Linked DNA regions of Sus scrofa: region 1 is linked to region 2. The links are chromatin contacts, called in public HiChIP or PLAC-seq maps. All regions are on one chromosome and are shown on one strand. Each heading gives the region's core, a stretch centred on a gene start, on an enhancer-like site or on the middle of the called end of the contact. The rest is flanking DNA. Distances are from core to core; before and after follow the strand shown. Region 1 overlaps LOC110260246 (a long non-coding RNA gene). Region 2 has its middle 71 kb from the start of ASF1A.

Evidence for each region. HiChIP or PLAC-seq counts read pairs in DNA pulled down with a chosen protein or histone mark.
Region 1: a contact with region 2 is called in an H3K27ac HiChIP or PLAC-seq map of skeletal muscle. The contact joins two enhancer-like sites. A contact is called at or near these places in 10 of 47 Hi-C or Micro-C datasets (embryonic fibroblasts, fetal heart ventricle, liver and 5 more) and 2 of 2 datasets of contacts at active chromatin or transcription factors (alveolar macrophages and skeletal muscle).

Annotation. Positions count from the first base shown.
Region 1 is chr1:43,371,675-43,378,600 of Sscrofa11.1, forward strand. It overlaps LOC110260246 (a long non-coding RNA gene), which reads left to right. Exons shown (of 2, transcript XR_002343179.1): 2 at 5,510-6,926. Among named protein-coding and RNA genes, the nearest start is that of CEP85L, 17 kb to the right of the region's middle. Within about 2 kb of position 4,282, at least 13 of the 83 cell types and tissues checked have an H3K27ac peak or open chromatin away from gene starts, as enhancers often do. A contact at or near this core is called in omental adipose tissue and skeletal muscle, where this site is marked.
Region 2 is chr1:43,282,523-43,289,308 of Sscrofa11.1, forward strand. No RefSeq gene overlaps it. Among named protein-coding and RNA genes, the nearest start is that of ASF1A, 71 kb to the left of the region's middle. Within about 2 kb of position 2,664, at least 39 of the 83 cell types and tissues checked have an H3K27ac peak or open chromatin away from gene starts, as enhancers often do. A contact at or near this core is called in omental adipose tissue and skeletal muscle, where this site is marked.

The sequences.
Region 1 (6,926 bases), core at 3,032-5,531, 91 kb after region 2:
CCAGTGCTACTTTATAAGTTGGATTCCAGGTATCTGTTGGAGTAGGGAAAGAGTTACAGCCAGAGGTGGCAAAGCCAGAGACTTAACCGCTGTGTCACGGAATTCTTGTTTTCTTGTGGCTCTACTCAGTATGTGAAGGGTAAGCTGGGATGTCACGGGATATTGCTCTGTGTGGACTCTAGCATTTAATGGTCTTCCTATAGATGTTGGTAGGATTGGTATTTGTCCCTCCCTCATTGCCCTATATCTCATATTTGCCTCTAGACACAGAGCACTTTAATAGAGAGCCCCTAAAACTTATACCAAGTGCTGATTCATATTTCCCCCCCTTTTATATCCCTTTGGATAGTCAATAGTAGTTAACACATGTGTATTTAGATCAGTGTCTTGCATTGGAACCCTTCTTTCAGCTTCTGATCTGGCTCTGTTCTTTACTGATTATTCTTGGCTTCCATCTACTGACTCAGATGAGTCAGCTTCCTATACGCCTCACTCTGAATGATTATTTTCTGTTTTTGCTGGTGTTTCCTATACTAGTCCTTCTCTAACCACCACCTCCTCAACCTTGGTGACTGATTTATTTCTTGATGTTTTAGAGCAATAAACTAGAATTAGAGACAAGACTGTGCTTCTGCTGGAGGTCCATAATATTTCCACATTGCCTCCCCTTTCTTCATTCTTATACTGAACCCCAATTACACCTACAGTAACCAAGTCTTTATGATATAGAAGTGCCTAAAACACACAGGCTTCTTAAAAATATTTGAAGTACCTTATTCATCTTTTATTATCAGTGGCACTTAGAATCATGTATGTACATAGTAGGCACTCACCAAATATTTAAAAATTCACTTGAGATTGTTCCCTGCTGGCTCAGTAGATTAAGGGTTCAGCATTGTCACTACTGTGGCTTGGGTCACTGCTGTGCCTTGAGTTCCTTCCCTGGCTAGGGAAATTTCACATGCTACGGGTATGGAAAAAAAAATTCACTTCAAAAAGTAATAGAATTAAATATCGATTTCTTTTTTTTTTTTTTTTTTGTCTTTTTGCTATTTCTTTGGGCTGCTCCCGCGGCATATGGAGGTTCCCAGGCTAGGGGTCTAATCGGAGCTGTAGCCACCGGCCTATGCCAGAGCCACAGCAACGCAGGATCCGAGCCGTGTCTGCAACCTACACCACAGCTCACGGCAACGCCGGATCGTTAACTCACTGAGCAAGGGCAGGGACCGAACCCGCAACCTCATGGTTCCTAGTCGGATTCGTTAACCACTGCACCACGACGGAAACTCCTCGATTTCTTAGTAAATAAAAAACTTCTCAATTTCAAGCAGCTTTAAGATAGTTTTTCATCCCTACATTTATTTTGATGATGGATTTGAAATGATACAAATGGATATCAGTGCTTTTTAAGCAATATCTTCTTCGAGATGGTTTAAAGAAATACCATAATCCCAGTAAGATTTAACCACAAAAGAGTTGATGGATCAATGGTGTAATTATACTTTTATCTCCATTGTACTAATTGCAATGAGTATTTTTATTATTAACAATAGTTTCTTTCATTATATTCTTGATTTTATCCCAAAAGGGATTTAAGGTGGCTACATAAACACATACAATATAATAATACCTAATACAATATCAATAATAAATTAGAAGGAAAATAAAGAGAAAACGAGTATAGGAAAAAAAGATGAAACCAGGAAAGAGGTTAGTGAACAAAATGTATGCTGCAAGATCACCTACATGTACTTCCTTGTAGAAGGCTATATATTTGGCTCTGACTTTTGCAAGCAATACCACAAAGGCTCACAACCAGTTATAGAACTAGTGTCCAAAGAGTCAAACAAATAAATTGCTTGGAATAAATATAATTTCTCCAGCTACTTAAACCAGGAAGAAATTTTTCTAAAAGACTGTCACAAAGATTTCACTGTAAATTATAATGACCACCATCCTTACAATCAACACAGCACAGTTTCATAGAAATCATTTCTCAATAGAGGTTGGGAACACACAGTTCTTTACACAAAAGTTCAGTAAACGAATTTTAAGTTGTGTAGTCTTTTTAGTGCTAACAATGGTCATAATGAGGAGAACATTTCTATGGTCAACTTAAAATGCCTAGATGCTTCTAATGCAGCTCAACAGCCTTGAAGATATTTTCAGATCAGTTGGGCATATTGTTGGATAAAATGCACCAAAAAAGTCAAAGAGCAAGAAGTCTATGTATTCGTCAGATTTCCACAATAGTGCTGCATAACAACCAACCACTAATTGGGGGGGGGGCTTAAAAGAGCAAATTCTTGTTTTCTTGCTCAAAGTTTGGTCAGCTCCACATCTCCTCGTTCTCGAATCAGTGGCTAGCTAGTAGATTGCAGAAGCAAAGTTTCTGTAGATTTACAAAGCTAAAGACAGGCATGTTTAAAGCTTCTGCTTACATCACATCTGCTAACTTCAACTGGCCAAAGCAAGTCACATGGCCAAGCCCAATATGAAGTGGGTGGGGAAACATGCTCTGCCTACTCTGGAAGGAGGTACAGCAGAGCCACTTGACAGCTTACAAAGCTGTATAATTCTACATCAGGGAAGGAGTGAAGAATTGGGAATAATCCAATAATCACACCCATAATTCCGTTTGCTACACTCCTTCTCATTTCACTTCCCATTCAGACTTTTAAGGATCATACAATGTTGGATTAGCAAGAAAACTTAAAGGTTGTCTAATATGACCTTTTTATTTTATAGATGAGTTGTCTGGGGTCCAGAGAGATCACAGGACTTGCCTGTAGGTCAGTTCAAAGCTCTGCTACATTACACTGTATGTTGTATTGCTGACTCTCCTCTCTCTACTCTGCTTCCAAATCCCAGCTCTACGTGGAATTATATGACTTTAGTTCATGAGATAGATCTAGGATTAAGAACAAAAACTTCCATCTCCAGAAGTAAAAGCCTAGATGGGCTGCAGATATAAAGAATTTTAATAGTACACTGAAGGGAGACCTTAAATTCTAGTTCTGACTTAAAAAAAAAATTGATTTTCCCGTCGAGTTTTCTAATAAAAATATTTACAGATTCTGAGTTGTTATTTAAAAATAGGTAACGTTTCCAGACGGAAATGCTTAGTTTCTTTCCCAGTTGCTTTCCATTGTCTCCATGTTTCATCTCACAAAGGATCAAATGTAAGGAAGGGCGAGGGGGTGTGTAGGTGGACTGAATGGAAGATTGCCAGAGATGGAGAAAAGATAGAAAACAGGGCCTGTTCAAGCTGACTTTTGTTTTTTAAGTTTCCTTACTGCCCTCCCTCAGGTAAATCACCAGCGGCTAAGTGCTTGGCTTACTCCTCAAAAGCAGATCTGAGCTAGTAAGCAGACTGAAACGCAAGGGAGTCGGGTTTGTTTTGAGAGAAGGGAACAGCTGTTTCTCCGGAGTTCTCAGCAGACACGGAGCCGATCCATTACCTCAGGGTTCCTAGATGGTGTTGCTTAAGGCCCTTTCTGTGTTCTGCTTACTGTTCCAATTCTGTAGGTCACTTTGACCGGATATTACTTTCTTTAAGAGACGCTTAATAGTTACGATAGTATTTGTTATTAATTCCTGTCCAAGTTTGACAGTTTCTTTAACATTTCGTGGTTGTACTTCTAGTTTGTTTACTTTGGTGAATGGACTCCTCTGGCAAGAAACTTGACCCCTGTAGATGATATTATCTTGGAGGAATGTAGGGCTAGGCTAGAGGGTAGTTTTTCTGAGAACCAGTGATCTGACCACACATAAGAAACAAAGCCAGATAAGAAGCTGCCATTCAGCATGGAAAACAGAGTAATAATTTAGCTATATAACATAGAAACACAGGAGAAGATACAAAATATGTTTTTAAATAATTATTTCCTACCTAATATTGTTCTGTTCCTTTTATTTTACCCTCAAACAGATGGTCAGCTTTTCAAATATGATCCCATTTTTTTAACATGAAAGAATTTCACAGAACCCCACATAATTGTAGTTTTAGTAGTATTTGATTGAGACAATACGTTAGGACAAAGCACATGGTTATGAATTCAATAATACTTTTAATTAAAATCATACCTTACTGCATAAAACAGCATATACATTCATTTGAAGAACAGGCATACATATCAATACAAGCCACCTTATTCAGAGTACAGATAAGGATATTTCAGGACACTGTGAGTCTCCTTGCAATAACTATAAAGATCAGCAGATGTCCACGGCTCATAGTTTGGCATCTAAACATTGTCCTCCATTTTTATGCCTGTCAGTTTTGGAAGCTGTTCTACTTAATGACATCATTGGTCTCCCGTCCACATAGGCGCTGCAGATTCGTACTAGGTGGATTAATCAGGATATAAAAGGAACTGAGCTTTGTCTTTCTGAAAGAAGACTAGAATTTGGGGCTTTAAAAAAAAAAAATCTACTAATAGGTTTCCTTGAGAAAAATCAATATATTTGAGACAGTTTTACCTTTTGCAAAATTAAGCATGGGGGCTGGGGAGATATTTGCTCTGCCCATCTCAGCAGACTACTGTGAGGTTCAAATTAGGTTAAGTAGCATAAGTAGATTATATATTAGATTATTATATATAATTAAATTTTATAGAAACTAATTATATATTTATATATCATTATCTATAATTAGATTATATATTAGATTATTATATAAACAATAAATGGTAGCTGGCTGGTCAGTATTTTAGTAGAACCTTCCCATTTAGAGCCTTCTTCTTAGCTGTGCTAGTACTGGGAATGTATAGTGTACCCACTCACATCGGCCCGTGTAACTGTCATGCTCTCCAAACTCACAGTGGCTCGTGGACAGAAAGTAGAAGGTCTGCATGGTGGACTGGGCAGGGGGTGGTGACGTGGTTTTAAGATTTAGTGAATCCTTTAATGTCTCTGGGCCTCAGTTCCTTAGGAATAGAGAAATGGACCAAAATCTACGAGATAGTCACTTTTTGCAACGGGACTCTTTTTACCCCCTGAATGAAACCCAATCGCAAATCTCCACTGCATAAACCAGACACAAAGCAACACACAATTTTCACATGAAATTTAAAACTTTCACTGTTTGCAAATGAGGCCCTACGAGTACAGCTTGAAAACCACTGACTTAGTTCACATTTAAGATTCAGCTCTAAACGAAAATGTCCACTTTAATAATTTAAAGTGAAGAGATGTTCCTTTCCAAAGAATTGCTAGTGGTCATCTCTATGGGGCATCTTGCCCTGATGGTCATGTCCACTCAGGAAATCAAACTTTAGATCAGAACTCTGACCATAAAATAAATCGAAGCAAGTTCTCTATTCTTAAGGAATAGTTCCATAAGCAATGGTGACCCAGTTTAATGACCCTCTTCATGCTAATAATTTTTTTCTCTGAAGAATTGGGCAGGGAAATCTGGAATCTTAGCATCAGTTCCCCTAGACCACTACTGGAAAAAATGCTCACCATAATCTTACCCTTTAACTTGCCTTTTTATGTTTCTGTGTAGACTCCATACTCCTACTGTTATAAATGTCCTAACATTCAGAATATGCACCATGGACTCCAGGATGAGAACTTTTCAAGGCATTGTATGTATCTTTGGACACTCTTTACAGAATCCTGGCCAGGCAGTCATCTTGGTTCTGCTGGTCCACTTCCTATGTTGGAGGTTTGCTACCACTGGAGAGAGAGCCATTTTTCTTTCCTCCAAGGAGTAATTCTTAGACATCTCTTTCATGCATTGATCTGAAATATGACTCCCTGTGGATTAAAATATCATCAAATGTGTAACTATTTGATGAATGAGTCATATTACAGCATGTTCTGGACAACAAGTTCCCCATAAGATTCTGGACTACTGTAGGACCGAGCCTGGAACTGAAGAATTTGTCTTTGGTTGCTCAGTGCCTAACAGGACCTGAGGTACAGAGGACCCTTGATAAATCTTGAACGACTGACTAAATGAATTAAGTGAATTTGCAGCAACGCGGCAAACAAGAAGAGACCGAATCACATTATTATTTTCAAAAGCAGCATTTATAAAGTTTATAACTCAGTTTGTCACTGAGCAAATCTAGTCTGTACCTTCAGACCCCAGCGATGCCCCTGTGTTGTCACAGCTTCAGAAAACTTGAATTTCTAAAACACACTGATGTCATTTTCAGGGTACAGATTGGACTGTCATCCAGCATCTGCCCCCATTTCCAGCCACTGACAGAACTGCAAGGAGCTAGAGCAGGAGGCTGGTGGAAAACGATAGCTGATGATGGGAACCACAGAGACTGACAATCTGGGTTCTAATCCTGGCCGTTCCATTTGTTTGCTTTGTGACTTTGGGCAAGTTACTTGCTCTCTCTCTACCTGTAAAGTAGATATGAGTAAATGTGAGCATTTAATGAATTGAAGCCCCTAAAGCTCTTGGAACAGAGCCAGGCATGTTGTAAACATTCAGTAAGTATTGGCTTTCATCCTCGTTTAGAGGAAGGAGCATAAGCTTTGAGTAAGGCAAGCCAGGCTTTTAATGCATACTTTAGCCCTTTTTCTTGGGTAATCATTTAATTTCACTAAACTTGTTTCATCTTGTGTAAAATGTAGATAATAACATAGTGGTGGGGGAAATTCTATTTAAAACTAAAGACGACTACAGCCTTCAGATTCCAAAGACTCTAATTTAGGAAAATACCTTGATGAGCCTGCTTTGGATATGAAGAAGGAAGCCCCAGAGAGAGAACTAAATCACTGTGCATGGTGAATAAAGAATTTTGAGCATTCCCCAGAGCTTGAGATGAAAGCACCAAGCCCAGGAAGGAGAGAAATCCAGCAAAATAGCCAAAAATCTGGGGCCCTCTTTGGGACAAGAGTCTTCATATTCAATGTTGAGCAGTTACTGGGCACCACAGTGGAGTGTCCCTTACCCTTTCACC
Region 2 (6,786 bases), core at 1,414-3,913:
TGAGGTCATGGATTGCTTTCTCATTGCTGTCAAGGGTCAGTTCATCTTATACTTCCTGTCATTGTCGTCTTAGATCATGCATGACTCAATCCTTCTCAGCCCATTTCCGCACACAGATTTCTAAATCTGTGGTGAAAAAAAGTCCATTAATATCTCTACATTCAAAAAGAGATGCTAATGAGAAGAGGGAGGAGGACCCGCTATGGATTGGTAGTAATAGGGGTCAAATAAAATAGGGCAGCAAATCAGGAAATGGGGTAGTAGCAGTCATTTGAGGAAGTTAAGCAGACTGGCCAACATCCACTTAAACGATTTCTGTTTTCCCTTGAAACTTCATTTGTGTAACTGAGGTGGCAGAGGGTTGTGGGGGGAGGAACATGAGCTTTGCTACCAGATTAATACAAATGGAAATCCTTCCTCCATTACCAGGCTCTGTGAATTGGACAAGTTTCTTAACCCTTCTCAGCCTCAGGTCAGGGAGCATTCCAAACTTTCAAAACTGTGGCAAGAAGCCCAGATCACGGATTGAGAAGTGGTTGGTACACAGAGGCACCCACTACACTGAAGAACTCAGAGTGCGCCCAGCCATGCACTGGCCTGGTACTCACTTCGATGGGGGCAAGGAAGGAGTCAAGACAGCCAGGAGGCTAGCAGGACCCCGGCGAGAGCAACATTAAACTCTCATTAGCTACTTAATTTGATTTTGTTGTCCTTATCATACCTTCACTATCATTTCCCCCAGCTTCAGGTCAAATGATGACCCAAAGAGATGACCAGATAAAATAATGTCAATAATTGTGAGGAGTTCCTGCTGTGATGCAGCAGGTTAAGATCTGGTGTTGCCGTAGCAGCAGCTCAGATTCAGTCCCTGGCCCTGGAACTTCCATACCAAAAAAAAAATTGTGAGGGGTCTGATTTTTTTACTCTGCTTGCACTCAGTTAGCCAGTCAGAGCTTCACTGATGCTGGCACAAGATGCAGACCCCTGGTCAGCAACAAAGGACATTTATTACTCACAGCAGGCAGCATGAGCTCATGTTCTCATAGCTTCCCCTTCGGCCCCAAGCCCCATGGGGCTGATGCAGAGGTGGGCCCAGGTGGATACACAGAGGGTTTAGGTCAAAGCCGAGGAGCTGTGAGCTTAGAAGACCTCTGATCTTATAGTGGGACTCTTAGCAAACCTGCCCAACCTTTGTTCTGGAGACAGACATTTTTATTATCATTGCCAGAAAACAAATATGTCCTCTGCCCCAGAAAGAGATTCTATCCGTATCCTCCGAGGCTGTTTTTTAATATAAGTATCCTTGAAACAGCAGTCTGGGGCAAAATTTGTCACAAGGCATGTAGAAGTGACACAGAGAATTTCCCTCCGCCCTGCAATAAAGAAGACATAGCCGGAGACAGAGCTCAAAGAAGACACAGTGATTACGAGGGATGTCTTAAAATTTTATTTATTTAAGCAATAAAATCGATAACCTCACATGGACTCTTAACTAGCATAGCTCTCAACTGCCTGAGAATACCGGGAGAGATGATTATCGCTCCTTTGTAGGCTAGTCTGGAAGCCGCTGCCTGCACCTGGTCACAGCACCTCTGCCATGGGGCCCAGCATCTCCTGATTCCATCACTGCCAAAGGGCCCCACAATGATGTTCTGCATCATGCAATCTCCAATAAGCCTAGAAGTGGGGCTTTAGCCCATTGAAAGGAAATGCATTAGGGATTTTTTACCTAGGTAATTAAAAAGAAAGAAATAAGTCTTTTAGGACTTACTTTGGGCTTCGTGAGATTAAACATGGTTTTGGAAAAAGAATTCCTTCAGAGGCCACATGTGGAGATTATGGAGTCCCAAGATTTTCCAAGATAAATTTTATTATGTGCTTTATGAGGTCAGACACGGTTCTCCTAAGGACCTGAGGACCTGGGAGACACCCCACCAAACAGCTCCTGGCATTTCAGATCCCACTTGGGAGCACAGAGTCCTTAAAGCTGAACCATCTTTCGAACATTATACCCTCATTGGAGGCACAGCCCTGCCCGCATTTTAAGACCATGCAGGAACCTTGTGACCTAAGTTTTGGTTCAAAAGATATTTTCATTATTTGCAGCAAGATGATGTAATTGTCATAGTAAGGAATTCAGGGACTGCCTTGTTTGAGAGTTTGGTGACGGAGCAGCTAGGGCAGGTGGGGCTGGGTGATGCAGGCAGTATCTTGTCTCCACAGAGAAGAATACAGGAGCCCCAATCTGGTTCTCAGCCCTAACCTCTCTCTCTTACTTTCCACCTCTCATCAGTCACAAGGTGCTGGTGGTGCTCCTAAATGTTTCTGTCAGATGTAATCACAATCTCTTTACAGAGGAAAAAAATATTCCTTTGTGGTTTTGTTTACATATTTTTAAAAAATCCATCTGAAATTCTTTTTTGATGCTGCATCCTGTTAGGTAGAAACCTAACCGGATTTTTCTCAAACACCCAAGAAGAGTTGGCAATTTCCCTTACCGTCCGCAACACCTCCCCATCCCATCCACAGCACACCCAAGACGCCCCCACACGTGCATGCGTGCAGGCACGCACGCACGCACACATGCGCACACAGAACAGAACCCACCCTTACTTTGTCTTTGAGGTCGCCCAGAGTTGTTTCCTTCAGTCATCTCTAGGTGTCATCCTAGAGGAGTCTCTCCAGGCTGGATTCTCAGCACAGACGCAGAGGCTTGGCTGGTCTGGGTAAACTGAATTACTTGGGCATCCTGCTCTGAGTCAGGGCCCAACCCCCAGCGGAAGGGCGCTCTCCCCCTACCCCAGCGTTCCCGTCAGCAGCGGAGAATTGCCCTCTGTGATTTCACGTGGAATCTGTCAGCACAAGCTGCCTGAGAGCATAGACAATGGAGCTCTGCCATGAACACGCAGAAAAGGAGAACAAAAACGCCAACACTTCAATGATTACATTTGGGATCTGCAATCACCCGGGGGCATCCCAGAGATCACCCAGTAGATGAAACTTACCTTTTCTTCAGAGCTTAAGCTGGCTTTCACATATCTGAAAGGTTAGAGAATATATCATTTAAAGAGGGAAATCTGTCTTCCTTTTCCATTCCCGTAAAGCACTGGTGTGTATGTGTGTACGCCTATGTATGTGTTTTACCTTGCATTTTTTTGCACGTTTTGAAGTGCTGGGAGCTGCAAATAGCTGCAGGCTTTCTGTCCTCTGCCTAAGGTGGCCACACATTATGACAGTTATTTCAGATATTCTGTTTTAGTGTCAGGACTCAGCACAATGTAATACCAAATAAAGGGCTTATTGTATGACCTTATTCACACGGGAATTTTGGTAGTAAATACGGGCACACAGAAAACCCATTTGGTAAATATTCCTTAATTCTCCTTTGGTAAAACAGAAATTCCAATAACGCCTGCATGTCTTCATCCACAGCCTAGCAGGGATCTCGCCTGTCAGCAGAAGTGAACCATCTGGTCACCGCCCTAAGGCCCCATGTTACGCAAGTGTCATTGCTTTGCACATTTGGAGCAAGCAGCTTTCTTTCCTCACCAACCATGAGAAACTGTATCTTAAACAACTGGAGCAAAAATTGCATTTGTCAAACATTAAGAACAAAATGCATTTTTGCAAGTCAGTAATCTTGTTAATAGTCAATTCAGTTTCCTGGGTATTTGAATTCTGGCTAAAAGTTTCTGACTTATTTACATAAACTAATAATGCTGCATAAAGCTATGTCTTCATACCATGAGTCCATCAGACTGAGGAATTACAACCCTATTACGGGAACCCCAGGAGTCCCAGCCAACCAGTCATTGGCAGTTGTGGTTTCCCCACCTGAGCCACACGACAGCTCAGATGTGTTACCTTCCAGGTATTTAGTCCAGGACTGAATTGCTGGCGAGGATCTTAAGCTCCATTCATTGTGTTGCAGGTTTGACTAATGCCAGGTCCTACTTTGAGTCAGCTTGATTCTGATGTGCGTTTTACACTAGGACCACAAGTATTTGAGTTGCATGATGAGGTTTTTTTTTTGGGCTGAAGAAGAAAGAACTTTTAATTTTTTCATATGTATCTGGAAGAAAAATTGAGGGGAGAAGGAAGTGCATCTGAGACACTAGTTCCTCAGTCAATCTTGGAGACCTGGAGCCTCCAAGAATGCAAAGTCCCCAGGAGTCTGCATTCATGAAGACCTCTGCTGTGAGCAGAGACCTGGGCTTTGCTGGGATAGCTGCGGCAGCTATGGAGGATAGGGGTTGCCTTTCTGCAACTTCATGAGCAGCCAGAGTCACAATGAGTGTTGGAATTTGTGGGTACGGAGAGACAACATTTGGACTCTCAGAAAAAAGCTGTAAACTGGGGAACAGGCTGAGGCCCTTTGTGAAGAGATGGGTTAAAACCAGTGAAGCAGGAGCTATTCCAGTGTCCAGTGTCCTCAGCTCATTCTCCCGTGGTGATGCTGCCAGAGAGCAGAGACCAGCCATCAGAAGCACATTAATTCTGGTCTTTTCTTGTATCTCTCAAATAGTGCCCAAAAAAAAGAGACACTGTTTGCACCCCCGGGCTCACTGGTTCAGTCTTTCTCCTTCTTCCCCGGCTTCTCACCACTCCTCATGCACTGTAAGTATACTCGGCCTCCTGCTCCCTGCTTCCCTTCTCAGCCTTTTCTGACACAACCCCCACCCCTTTCAGTGGTTCCTGACATGAATTAATCTGCTCTGAAAGATGGCTGTGAATTTTGATCAGGATCAGATGATGCAGTACAGAATGCTAAGCCGGACACACTAGGATTTTCCTCCAAGGGTGAGAGAAGGGAAAGCTGTCATTCTTATGCATTCCTCACCTTTTTTTGGCCACGCCCACAGCATGCGGAAGTTCCTGGAGCCAGGAATCAAACCCCCTCCACAGCTGTAACCAGAGCCACAATGGTGACAATGCTGGATCCTTAACCTGCTGAGCCACCAGGGAACTCCGTTGCATTCATAACTTTTGTCCCAGTGCATTGCTGACAGGACTCTAGTTGTCCCTCCAGACCAGGGAGGCCTGGGGAAATTTTGCTAACATGAAATGGTGAAATTAAAATCTGTATTTAGTTCTCCACCTTCCTTTTTCCAAAAATTTCCCTCAGCACTCTATTGCTCATGCATTTATAAAACACAGAATGCCTCTTCTATGCTAGTATTACAGAAAGAAGAAATATTCTAGAAAAGGAGACAGAGAGGTAAAGTAATTATATTGGTGTAATAAATACTATAATAGAGTTATAAAAATATAATATAAGAACAATGATTGGTTTCTGCATTTTCCCCTTCCAAAAATTCAGTGGCTTAAATAAGGAAGAAGTTATGTTTCTCTTATATAACCATCCAAGAGCAAATTGTCAAGGGATGCTGTGAAGTTACGGAGGTTTCATTGTAGCAGGGGCCAGGGCTTTTCCTCTCTTGTGGCCCATTCATCCAGGCGTTGCCCTGGTCCATGTGGGATGTGGGTCCAGCACCATACCTGCTAGATCTGCATCCTGACTGGCAAAAAGGGATAAGTGAGAAAGTGCTTCCTTTAAGAAGGTAACCTGGGAGTTCCTGTTGTTGCACAGTGGAAACAAATCCGACTAGGAACCATGAGGTTGTGGGTTCAATCCCTGCCCTTGTTCAGTGGGTTAAGGAGCTGGCATTGCCGTGAGCTGTGGCGTAGGCTGGCAGCTACAGCTCTGATTCGACCCCTAACCTGGGAACCTCCATATGCCTCGGGTGCGGCCCTAAAAAGACAAAAAGACAAAAAAAAAAAAAAAAAAAAAAGGTGACCTGGAACTTTGATTCTGCTCTCATCCTAAGGGCAGCAATTTACTCATCTAATTCACATCTAGTTGCAAGGGGGCCTGTGACATGCAGCCTTTTGCTGGAGAGCCATGTGCCAGCAAATGCTTAGGTTTTGTATTTAGGGGAGGGTGGGTTTGAGAGAATAACTCATGGTTTCTGCTATAATTGATGACTAAGTCACTATTTCCTAAGACTGGGTGGGGGGGCCCAAGCAGAATCCTTTGTTCTCAGCAGCAATGGCTTCTAACCCTATAGTTTCCATGCACCCCTGAACATGGGCACTGGATGAAGCCAAAATCTGGAAGAGCCAAAAGAACTCAGCAGGAAACCAGTAGACAGATTCTCTGGTAAGGTATTTGCTAAAAAGTTCAAGACTCTACGCTAAGGAATCTGGGTGGCAGATACCATTTGGCTTTCCCCCAGCACACATGTTCCACCTGCTCATGATGAAGAAGAGACTCCCTGGAGGCTTGAGAATTGGTCAACATGTTGGGGCATTCTGTGCTCATCTACTCCCATCCATGTGGGCACACATCATCATCAATGGCTCCTCACAGTCCCCCCAGATTGCATCTTATGCTTCACAGGCAGCCTCAACAATGTTCCTTCTGACAACCTGGTCGAAGACACACCAGAAACAAGACCTAAAGCAGCAGGAAGGGTGTGGGCCAGAAGGGGGTTTGAAATAGCTCACACCAGGTGGCTTAGATGCTGCCATTTCTATATGAATACTTAGATGTGGGCATCTTGACCAGAATAAAACCAAGCTAGTAATTTTTCTTTTTCTTTTCCAAAATGAAAACATACTTTGTTAGCTTCATCTGATGACAAAAATAACAGATATCCATTTTTTTTTCCAGAATTTGTCCACTGGATAGGTATAAAAATCAATGGTTGGGTTTTATGGTGGATTCTGAGATGGAGTTTATTGTGCAGAACTGTCTTTGGGGTCAACACCTGTGGAAAGAAGGAG